Regions from separate parts of the Anas platyrhynchos genome. Here region 1 is linked to region 2. Evidence: chromatin contacts called from public Hi-C data. All regions are on one chromosome and are shown on one strand. The core of a region is the stretch at or near the end of the contact, and the rest is flanking DNA. Distances in the headings are between cores, read along the strand shown. Region 1 overlaps WASL (WASP like actin nucleation promoting factor). Region 2 holds the start of HYAL4 (hyaluronidase 4).

Evidence for each region. Hi-C and Micro-C count contacts between places; a contact is called where the count stands out from the background.
Region 1: a Hi-C map of skeletal muscle shows a contact between it and region 2, with 2.8 times the contacts expected there. The contact joins the enhancer-like site here to the promoter of HYAL4 in region 2. A contact is called at or near these places in 2 of 8 Hi-C or Micro-C datasets (skeletal muscle and subcutaneous adipose tissue).

The regions. Positions count from the first base shown.
Region 1 is chr1:23,404,637-23,410,981 of IASCAAS_PekinDuck_T2T, reverse strand. WASL (WASP like actin nucleation promoting factor) reads right to left here. Exons shown (of 12, transcript XM_027458119.3): 12 at 3,217-5,914. The coding sequence ends at 5,853. Among named protein-coding and RNA genes, the nearest start is that of LMOD2, 25 kb to the left of the region's middle. Within about 2 kb of position 2,946, at least 2 of the 8 cell types and tissues checked have an H3K27ac peak or open chromatin away from gene starts, as enhancers often do.
Region 2 is chr1:23,301,925-23,308,021 of IASCAAS_PekinDuck_T2T, reverse strand. HYAL4 (hyaluronidase 4) reads left to right here and starts at 4,245. Exons shown (of 8, transcript XM_005031695.2): 1 at 4,245-4,323. The coding sequence starts at 4,245.

The sequences.
Region 1 (6,345 bases), core at 1,697-4,196, 100 kb before region 2:
ACGTTTGTAGTGAAGACCAGAATGCCTGAGAGGAGTGAGGGCTGAGATAGGACAGCGTATCTGTGAGAAAAAGATAAATTATCTGGGTAGGACGTTTAGCAAGAAAGCCATCTTGCAGAAAGCCATCCTAGCTTCTGCAATGCCGGCAGAGAGAACATTATAACACAAAGGAAACCATTTTAAACACTATAGAATGATATTATAAAATGTTTTTCTTTGTCTTGCTCTACTGGACTCTATAGTTCCTTCTGCAGAGTTGCAGTCAACTCTTTTTTTTTTTTTTTTCTCCAGATCTCTGAACACTCTTGGTATGTGTTTATTTCAGTTTTAGCCACTAATCCCAGCAGTAGGGATGTTCCTGCTTCCCAGGCACCTTGCTGAGGACTTAATTCTGTTGGTAACTTTCCTTTTTTCCTAGCCTGGTAAGAATTCTGCTTTATGTGATAGCTTGCATTAGAATTGGGGTAATTCATAAAGAACTATGGTAAATTATTATTAATAAAATCATAAGAACTATTCTCTCCATAAGCAGTAACCCACATGTGACAGGTCGTTTGGCTGAGGAACACATCACCAACGTAATGTGCTATATTCAAATACTTTTCTAAGAACACAGAGTCTGCAGGGAGACCTCCTGCCAAGAAAATCAGTAGTTCCCTCTCTAAACCACAGTATGCCTGCCTCTCAGACACAAGTGTTGGAAAGGTCATCTAGAAATATGTCTAAAAATGTATTATTTGTTTGGCAAAATGTAGGCATGGTGGAGAAATAAAAAGGTCCACGTACCATTTGCTACACTTTTCACCCAAGAATTATATTGATTTCACATATGAAAAGGGCAACATGTTGCACAGATACGGCTTGGGTGCAATCCTGAGTACTAATCAATAGCATGCCCATTTCAAAAGCATACCCAACAGCAGTATCACCGTCTATAGTTTCTCTTTTAAGTGATCTGGACACCAATTTTGATACAAAGACCTTGCTATTTGATTTTGTACCAGATAATCCACTATTAGCATAGTAAAAAATATCAAATCCAGGCCTGACCACTGTTTAACATAACAGATACCAGAGTGGTTTGCTTGTTCTCCTGAAGTACTCTCATTCTTACACATCTTGGGGACAGAAGGTAAATTTCAGTAATCTATTCTGTACGGATTAAGGTGTTAATTGTATGGTAGCATCCAGTAAAAATGAGGTGGGGGCTGAGAAAAAGGCACAAGCTTCCGAGCAGTCTGAACCCTGAGCATACAAGATAGCCCCACCTCACAACAGAGGGCTCCAAATCCAGCTCAGCTGCTCTGGTAGTTGCCTGGTTTTTGGCATCAACATTCATAAGAGCCAACTGCGATTCTGTGTGCCTGCCGATGGCATTTAAGCAAATACTTTGTGTCTGATATATGATACACGCATTATATTTCTTATTCCCAAGCCTTAAACTCCAGATACTATTGTGTCCCCCAGCTGGGGCATACAAAAACATAACATTGGTTATTGCTCTTATAGAACTTCCTCTGTATTTTTTATAAGTTCTGAAGCTTTTTCTCAGAAAACCTTGCACACCACCAGTCCTGAAGTAGCAAGTATAAAATTCATAATGCTGGAAAAACAAAACTCAGAAGAGACAATTAACATTCAGGGAGGGAAAAGCACAAAATAATGGCTTAAGTTCACTCCAAAAAGACTCTAAGAACTTTTCAGATCACTAGTAAAACAGACTGTGTTTGTCAGCACTAACCAATAGAATACAATAAATGTAAAATACCTAGATTCTCCAGTGCAAGCACGTATTAAGCTGTTTAAAGATGGGCAAGTCCTGCAGGCATTACCCTAAACCCCACTAGAATAAAAACTTGAAGAACTGATAAATCACTATTCAGGCTCACCTGAGCAGGTTGCTCTGCAAATACTGTAAAATTCAGCACAAAATAAAATTTGTCAAAAACATCTATTTGTATTTCAGTATTGATGCAACAATACTATTTCTCTTCTCAACGTGTTCACCCTTTTGAAACCAGTGATTTCCAACTAATGTTTTTTTTTCTTCAAACAAAAAATACATGTGCTGTAGTAGTTAGTTGATATAATCAAGTCTCCCCTGTAACTGTGCAGACATCCTCATGCTTTTACCACCACCTTAGAGAACAGCGTGGGGCTGGTGTCACCCAGAACCAATCTCAAATCTGCACACTAAACCTCCGCAGCTTCTGTTCCACTTTACATTGCCCTGTGCCTTTTTTGCTTGCAAGAAAACTTTAGGCAACAAACAAATACAGAGCAACAGGCATCCCTACTGCTGTGCTAGAGGATAGCTCTGGCCCTTGAGAGAGGTTTAGTATCTTCTAAGCTTCCCTAACCCATTTACACTTTTCTATAAATAAAGCTGCTTATCGCTGTACTTGAGCTTCAGGAGCTTTAATTAGACCAGGAATTCCTCTAATGATTAGATAGAGGCTGTTGCAATGGATCAGTAAGTCTTATAAACAAAAGAACATCTCCTTTTTCCTCTTTACATACATCTTACTTGGGAAAGCAACCACTGTCAAAGAAAAAAAATAAGAAAAAAGAAGTTCTGCAAATACATTTTTTAAGCTTCATGTCATGGAGCAGAGAGAACTTTATATACTTAATCAGCACACCCTCTACACAACAATTTCAACTTTGTCTTCCACTTACAGCCTAAACACCAGAGAAGCAATAAGCTTCAGAAGAAAGCACACACCAGATAAAAACTCAAAATGCCAGACTTCAGGTGGTTTAGAGGAAACCAGGCTGAAGTGTCCTAAGCCCAAGTACTGCAGCATACAAGACAAGGATTCACATCTCTAAAAACTTCCTAAGTCGCAGCATTCATTGCGAAGAGTTAACTAGTTAGTATTCACTCTGGATTAATGGAGCCCTGTTTGTTTGACCTTGAAATGTTGCCGTATTATTGCACTTGCCTGCAGCAGTAGCTGTTTCCAGAGAAGCTGCTGAGCAGCTGTCAGATGTGCCAGGAGCACGGGGTGTCACATTCTTACTCATTGTGTTTATTCACTAGCACAATCCAACTTTCCAGACATCAAAACCGCTGTGATTTGACAGCCGCTATTTACTGCTTCGTGAACTTGGCTAGGCAACCAAAATGGCTTTTGAAGCGTGTAAGCAAGATGTACATCTATTTTAAACGCTGCGCCACAATTAGCACTTAAAAACCACACAGTTTTACGCTAGTTGGGTCAAATTAATTTTATTATGCTCCATGATGAATTGCCACCAGTGCAACATCCTATTCACTGTACATTTCAAAAATTCACATACTAAAAATTTCAGTTTGATAAATGGAAAACTGAATGATTGAGAAGTTCTTACAGATTTCATACGTACAAGTGGCTAGCTGATATTGTCTATGCACATAGAGTGTTGAAATACAAAAGCCTCATGCTAGTTTGTTAATTGCTAAGGCTATCTGGACAGTCATTTAACCAGAGTATACGAGAGGCCTTCATTACAATGTTTAGCAACAATGCACCAGTATCATGAAATGCTATCTTCTGCTTGTAGTGCAAGTGGCGGAGTGCTGAAGCATGCAGTTATGACTAACTTAACTGCTGTTGCAGTCTTTATGCCCGAAATTTATCATGTACATACACTATTTTAAAGTAAATATTAACCTGGACACCACAGAATATGAGTGTACTCTCTGCGTGAAGAAAAAGGAAATGAAAAAACAGAAGCTGTCTTTGGCCAGTATCTACAAATTAAAGTTTTACTCAATAACGTAACTTCAGAGCTCCCAAAACCTGGAACAGAAATTTGATTAATGAACTGTGATACTTAATAATTAACTATATTACAGAAACTCCAACTCTGGGAACATAACAGCTAAACATATCTAGTAAGTAGCATGTTAGGAAAACCTCTAGGCCTCATCTGCTTAATTTTAAAATGCCCTATATGCAATAACAAAGAGGGAGCAGTACCAGAGCTTATGAAAGCCATACAAATATTTTCCTTCTACACGAGTTCTCAACTCCGCTGCTGTTAGCTACCCCTGGCTGCACTTGCACTTGATCCAATGCTCAAGCCATTACAGCAGCAAAGCTCGTAGGAAGTGTTTCCAGCAGCAGAGTGCAATAAGAGAGTTACTGCAAGGAAATTACATCACTTGGAAATAGTTTTTCCTAGTGTTATGTGCTTAAATTACTCTCGGAAGGAAGTTAGCATCCTCTGAAAAATTTAACTACAACCTTACCCCTCCCACTACTTGTCAGTGACTTTCCTTTCTTCTCACGTAACTAAATTAATTTGCTAAAGACTAGGTTATAACTGGGTTAGAAATCCAAGCCGTATCATGCAGGTCCAGCCTGTCAAGATCAGGTCATCGCTGGGTTTCAGTCGACACAATTCCGATAACTTAAATTGAGTTTGATACCTTGACTACAGTCCCAGGACGCTACGCATTAACTACGCTCCAAATATGACTGACTTAACTAAACATTCTGTGTCAGATAGTGTTTTTAGAAAGATTTTCTACCTGAAAATTACAGTAAGTACAGTAATTTATGCTGCAGATATTGAATACCTGCACAGCACAGATTAGTATTCTGTAATAGGCAGATATGCCAAGGTTTACTGCACTATAAAGTACAACATGAACATGTGAGCTGTGAAATGAGAATCCCATTTTCTGTCCACTTATTCAAATAGTACTCTTGTGAATAGGGTTCTTGATCTTCGTCACAACCCTTGGTCTTAAAGCCAACGTATGAAAACAGAATATTGCCATAAAGTTCAGTATATAGTCAAACTGTACATTGTGAGTTAATGGCTTTCTGACTTTTTGGATGTAGGATTGGTGCTTTAGCATTTGTTATGTACCATAACGCAAAGACTGCAAAGTAATCCCACTTATGTTTACTTTATTAGTACACCAATGCCCTACAAATTTTAAAAAAGTAATTAAACATTATTGAAGCAAGCAATAAACGCAGCCCTTCAGCCTGAAAACCACATAAAAATGATTTAAAAAATAAATCAAACTGTAGCAATTGCCAGTCTCCAGTATAGCCCCCAAAAATTTACATTTCTTCATTCTGAAAGACAAGAGTTGGAAAAAAAAAAAAGGACTGAACTGGTCTGCATCAAATATGCCTTTATCACTTACAATGTAAAGCCACCCTGTTTAACCTCAGATAGAGAGTTCCCTAATTATAGTATTCAATTACTACTGCTGTTTGATAGCAGTCAGTATTGCTACAGTTAGGGCAAGGTAATCTTCACAACTAGCTGTGCATCTCCGTAGTGATTTTGTTTTATGTAAAGCATACTGCTAAGATTTGAACTGCCATGTTGTGGTGTATCTGAAACCATGCAATAGTATAAACCAGCCTCAACATTCATGTAGCACTGCATTTGAAATGAAGGGGCTAAATAAACTAAGAGCTGCATCACTTAAAGAACATAGTGCTATACTAGGTTTTAATAAGAAAATTTAGATACAGAAAAAGTAGGGTATGAAAATAGTGTTTTCCTTCTTGCATTATAACTAAATTACATTAAGGTTTTCGTCAGTCTCACATATTACATTTAAACTCCCTTATTGATGGAATGGAAAGTATTCACATGTACATGATCATCCAGGTGTAAACTTGCACACATTAACAGGGAGTAGCTTTGTAGAGGATTATGACAAACCTTTACAGATTAAATGAGGTATTGCACAGATTAATAAAAAAGCAAAAGGCAACAAAAATATACAGCAAATTGGTAGAACATTTACATGATAATTTTACAGAATCCATAGACAGAAAGTAGTGTTTAGTATATCATTCACCTTAAAAAATATATATATATAATATAATATATGATCAATCATCCCATTCGTCGTCATCTTCAAAGTCTTCTTCATCATCTTCATCCTCATCTTCATCTAAAAAACAGGAAAAGCAAGTCATTGCATGCACCAAATTAATATGACAAAAGCGCTACTGATTTCACCCACAACATTCTGAAAAAGAACAATCAGCTGAAGGAGGTCAGGACAAGACACCTGGTAATATTATATTTTAAGATTGCTAGGCGTGATGCTCAGTTTAGATTGATACTGGTTGAAAATTACATGTTTCCTTTCTTATTCCCTTCCCCAGGTAGGAAATTTTTATCTTGTTTTCTGCTGAGAAAAATAATCAAATTCTCATGTCATACTTTTACTATTATTTTTTTTTTTTTTTTAGAGAACATGAAATGTCAGAAAGGCCAGCTTGTTCCAGATTGAATTTTAAACTTTAGATTAATTTCTAAAGCATAAGAACTGTTTCTCCCCAAGTTTATTCTCTAACAGGATTTCTGTTTACTGCACAA
Region 2 (6,097 bases), core at 2,996-5,495:
GGTCATACGGCTGCAGATGAGAGCTAGATCAAGAGGCTGCACCAGCATGCCTCTGGTCAGGCTCATTAGATTTGTTCAAAGTCTCCTGTTCGAAACCAATCCATACACGAGGCTTACCAGGGGTTTACACAATTCCTGTCTTAAAATAATTGCAATAATCCCTTGGATTGACAACACTGAATTGTTGTATTCCCTCCAAAAATAACATTTAGTTCTAATGTAATACTCAGCAGCGCGGGGGGTTGGGGAAAGAATCAAATGCCTGTTTTATTTTTGCTGCTGCGTTACAGTTATTCTGTAGGAGTGGGAAGAAAGGAATGTCACCCGAATGTGCTGGTGCTGGGTGCAAGCTGTAATCACTGCTGCGAGCGTGTGGGTGTTTGTTCTGCACGGTCCAGGGGGCCGTTCTTATCCCAGTGCAAACGCAAAGCAACTGCTGGGCTTGCGGGAAAGTTGGTGGGAGGAAAGTCAACTCCCTGCTGTTGTGCTGGGCTACCCTTTTGTTTAATTTCTGTGAGAAAGATATGCTCAGAACAGCCAAAACGTTTTATTTTGTTTATTTATTTATTTTATTTTCTATTTTTATTTTTGTGGTTAGGGTTTACCATACAACTGAATCAAGAAAATTGAAAGAACTAAATTCTTATAGAAATAAATCCTTAATTTTTTTTAAGGGAATTGGTTCAAAACAATTTAAAATGCTATGAGTAATAATAGTAAATCAGCAATGAACTGTTGGTATTTGCTCTTTTCTCTCAGTAGCCTCAGAAATGCAGGAAAAAGGATGGCAATAACACGCCATAAAGACCATTTCTGGTCGAAAAATGTTTTCCATCCACACTGTGTGGATACAAGATATGCTCTGGCAAGTGAGGGAGCTCCCTGAAGAGGGAAAGCCCAAGCAGTTTTGATGTCTTAAAATGGTCTTCCAGTGTGTTTTTACTGCATCCTTAAGTCAGGGGGCTGCCTATGCTGCGCTGTGTCCTCCAAGCACATCTGCTAAACCGCGGTGTGGGTATTTTGAAGTACAGATACATGAGCAGCGTGGCAGGAAAGATGGGCATCCTGGGAGTCAGAGATTGACCTAACTCCTGAGCACAGGCTTCATGTCTTGTGGCTGATGTACCCTCAAAGAATGTAGACCTCCTGTGCTTTGCACATGGTGTAATCATTACAATTTTCCAATACACTATCACATGAAGGCAGCATGATAGGACTGCAGATCAGTTGGGCTGTTTCAGGATTCAGGCCATTATGTTTATTCTGTAACATAAGTGCCCAAACTCTAGCTCCCAGTGCAAGGGCTACCCTCTTTGAAAAAGAGAGTTACTGGAAAACTTTTGGGCTTAAAATAGGGAAAAATGTGGTATGGAGCACTGGGAGCCTTGGCAGGCTGGACCTAGGCTAAAGAAGCTCTTTGATTATTTAAGTGTATATCAGAAATCGACCGTCACTGGTATCCAAAACACAAAGCCAAGCATTAAGACTGATTTTATGGATGTTTCAGTGGGACATTAAATCAATCCATCAAACCAGCTGCCTCTTTGCTAGGGCTAAGCATGAGCCTAATCTCCCAGGCTGGACTACTCCCAGGTGTAATGTCTACAGGTGAGAGACATCTGTGCAGCATGAACCAGAGGAAAAGTAAATGGCATAAGGGCACTTGATCGATTTTCTTCATTTTCCATATTCAGGACTCTAGCTACCTAGTAGACCACCAGACTACAAGTACTCTCACATAGATAAAGACAAAACTCCACTATGGTGGCAAAAGAAGCTGAGATAACAGAGGCCAGGTGGCTCCTGATGAGCCTCACACAGACTTGGGGCCTGTTTTGCTAAACTCTGCTCTCCTCTGTTCATTAGTCTCAATCTTTCCTCATAACAGGTTAAAATTTACTGCAAAATTGCTATCAGTATCTGTATACCAACATGCCATTAGCATGTTAAAATGCTGGATCACAGCTTTTGATGCATTAATTAGCTTATTCCTCACAGGTGCTACGGAAAATACCTTTTCTGCAACAGATTCATACTTTCATTTGTAGCATTGTCAGGGTGCCCTACCCAGGGTTTGAAACACTATAAAATGTCCCATGACAGTTCATGCTGCTCTGGATTCAGCACCTTCGTCAGGATCAGTGAAACATTATACTATAAGGGCTTGAGTCTCAGCTACAGTCAGTCATGAGCATCACTGAGTTCGTCAGGCAGCAGTGAGGTGAGATCCTGCTCCATTTTTATTATTCATTATGCTGCATAGTCCCCTGCATTTACTAACATAACAGAGATACTCTGCAAAATCTCATCCAGGCAAATGGTTAATGGATGCACTGGTCTAATGAGCTCTCATCCCTATGAGGGAACATAGAGGATAACAGTAATGAATCCTCCCTTTCTGTCCTCCCTGAAGCTGTCGGAGTCTCTGGAGCTTTCAGGGTCATCTCTTCCGTCACCAGCCTCCGGGCATCTGTGCAGCCTCCAAGCATATTGCCTCCAAATGCAGATCTGGCACAGGAAGCAAGATTCACTTCTAGCAGCATGCCTTAAGCTGGACAAAACTTGTTCCAGTTCATCAGACTTCTGAGTGCATCAGCTTTAGCTTTGCTGATAAAAAGTCAACAAAAGGATTATTCTGTAAAAATCCAAGGATTTTATTGGATCTCTGTGGGTGTGAAAATTCTTGTTTTATAAACCATGCACATCTTTGATAAGGGTATTTAGTGACTGGCTGGCCTGTTGAGACAGCCTGTTTTAAGACCATCAGGGTTGTGCTGAGTCAATGTCATCTTGTGTAACAATGTTAGCCAGAAAGGAGAAAAGATCATTGTCTTTATTTATCATCTGCGATTTTTCTAATCCCTCAATAAGAATAGTGTAACATCTCTGAAGTAGGATTTTTGTTACAAGATAAATACCAAAGCTTGAAAGTACGTTCCTCAGCTCTAACTGGACTGGGGGAGAAGGATACAGGCTTTGCATAATCTGATGAATGCCTAGTTGTTTCTTTACCATTTAGTCAGTATTTTATTATTATTATTTTTTTTTTCAGCAGTATTCTGTGGTTTAAATATCTGGTTTAAGTAATACCCTGTATATCCGCTCAGATCTGAACCATCTGTTTTGAGCTGGTTTTGCTTGGTCCCAGCTAGAGCTGCATGCTGTCTAATAAAGACATATGGTTTCCACTTTCTTCTCTTTGCTGGGAATTGCTGCCCACTGTGCATTCTCAGGGTCAGCTGGACACCAGCACGGACTGCCTCTGCATTGACTTGGTTTACAGAAAATATAATTAGCAGAAGGGGTAGAAAAGGATATGCTCATCCTGTTTTTTTTTTTTTTTTTTTTTTTTTGTTGTTGTTGTTTTATTTTGTTTTTTTTTTTTGTTGTTGTTATTTGTTTTTTTTTTTTTTTTTGTCACTTCTGACAGATACATTTGAAAGACATACTTAGCAAAAACAAACTTAGCAGAACATTTTAGCGTGTGCTGTCATCCTGGGGTACTAAAAGCAGATTTGAAAAACCTGGCTAAAGGGAAAAATCCTGAGCAGAGCCTGGGCACAGGAATTCCTTTCGGCAAGCTGCAAACAAGTGACTTCAGAGTGCTCCCAGCTGGAGCATGTGTGTGCTTGTGTGATGGCTCAACGCATCGAGTGGAATGAAGTCAGAACTCAGCAATTTACCCTTGCACAGGAATATAAAGTGGTAAATGTTTCCTCTTTAACAATAGAGCAGCTAGAAATATCTTTCCGTGAGAGTCCCCCATGGCGTTTTTTTTCTGCTGCTTGCTGTGCCTTTGCATGTAAAAATCAAGGCAGACAGGGCCTGTGTGGGAAGTCCTCCCTGAATCCTGGGGCAAATCACTCCAGGAACAACCCTGCTGTTGGCACCTCCCCGATCCAGCCTGTGACAGATGCGGGAGCAGGGGGGCAGGACAGTGGCACAGATCTCAAAGGGGCAACTTAACACGCTGCAATTTAAAAGTGAGTGCTGCAATTCAAGAAAAAAATAATTGTAGGGATGTGCTGCCCTCTGGCAGGATTTTTTACAGCTCTGATTCTCTGAGAGCTGCAGGAACGCTGCTCAGCAATGATGCTCTGGCACAGGGATGTCTCTGCTGACAGAGGGGAGCACGCAGGGCACACTTTGAGTTCTTGGTATGGTGTAGGCTTTCAGAGAAGATACTCAGCAAATAAGGCTATTTTTCATTAAAGCTGTATTCAAAAAGGCCCATTAATGTCACCATGCTACTTGTGGATATACGGATAGTGGTTTTGAAAACCTGGGCTTCCTCTGCACTAAATGAACTGCAAGCCTCCAGAGGTGAGATTTCTCTGATGAAATGTTGAGTTCTGCAATGCCTACACTGCACTGCTGTGTCCTGGGAACTGCCTGCATGGTCAGCAGAAGGAGAAGGAGCACCTAGGACATTTCTGATCTCTCTGACGTCACAGTGTCTATCTCCTAAAAGTATCTATTAAAATATCTAGGTTGGCTGTTTGGATGTTAATGTGCTTTATTTACTTTATTTATTTATTTATTTATTTATTTATTTATTTATTTATTTGCAGGTACCTGAGATAAGGTCTTTCTAGTCCTAGCAAATAGCAAATAAATAGGAGCGTGGGGAGGCCCATAAAGCTGTCCCAGGTGCATAGATATATCTGGTTGCTTTTGTTGTTTGAGATAAGGGAAGGATAATACAGATGACTGGTAGGAATACAGTTGTAATTCCCCTTAGTATATGTAGCAGTCTGGCTGCCCACATAAAACCTGTGGTTCTAACCTCCAGTGAGTCACGGTCCCAGGAGAAACGAACAGGTAGGCAAGGACTGAGGAAGAAGAACAACAAGTAGGACTCAAATACAAATCCATGATCATCCCCCAGAGTTGATTATATGGCTACATGGGATTTCTGCAGGCTTTTGAAGGCAAGGGAAGCCTGGGGTTGGAAGGTTCATAAGACCAAGTGGGTGATTTCTGTACTGGTGAGAGAGCAAAGCAGAGGAAGCTGTGGCAGTGCTATCCTCACAGAGAGACACACACCCTTGTTGTACACGGGAACGTCTTTATAAGAGGTCACTTGCTACGTGAGCAAAGGAGAACACAGCTGAAGACTCTATTACTGTTTACCAATCTGGTATTGTACAGATATAACAAATGCTTTAAGCTCTTAGTGGTTTCTATGCCCTTGTGTATAAAACTCAGGCTCACTGATTCAACCAAGTTCAGGTATGCCACTGGTCAGAAGCTGATTTTTTTTGTGGTGGGCAGGTTGATGACCATCTTCATGGTCATCTCTCTCTCTCTCTCTTTCTCACTCTTTCTCTTCTTCCTTCTTACATATAAATATATATATATTTGATCTTCTTCTGGTATCTTTTTCTGCTTAACACACACATAATCAGCAGGGACCTTGTGACTAATGATTCCGCTCATAGCAGTGGTCACAGGCTTTGGCATCAAAGTCCACATTGCACAATGGGTTGCTGTGCAGAGCTACCAGAGCTGGTCTGGAAGGCGCTAGCTCAATGTGAGAGTGCAGCCAGGCTAATAAATAGCTCAGAGCAGGCTTTCATGGATCTGCTTTATTGTTGTCAGGGGTCTGAACTTGTATCCCTTTATGTTACTGTACTATGGGAGTAAAATATGTGTGCTTGTTTAGAGCTATTTGGACTATCTCTGGGTGACACTGTACTAGGCAGGTCAGGGATGTTCACAAAGTATAAAGACAGTGATAAAAGCTAAGGTTTGATTTTATAGTTGCTTTTATTATTACTAAGAGAGCTTGAAGAATAAGGAAACTGCTTCTTTATCAACCTTTTCATCTACAGCAGCCACAGCCATTAAGGAACCCTGGGGCCCTCTGCAGTGATGGCAGCATCCTCCATGATTTCAGTAAGACCTGGACTGATGAGACAAGCTACTGTGGGCTGATACACAGATCTTACTCTGAAAATCTACCACTTTGTTTGGTATAGATCATGCCCACTTTGTTTCTTAGATATGGCTGATGACAGTTCATATAGATGTATATGGAATAAGTATTAATGCCTCCTCTGTTATGTTTTACAGACAAACTGGAAGATCCATGTCA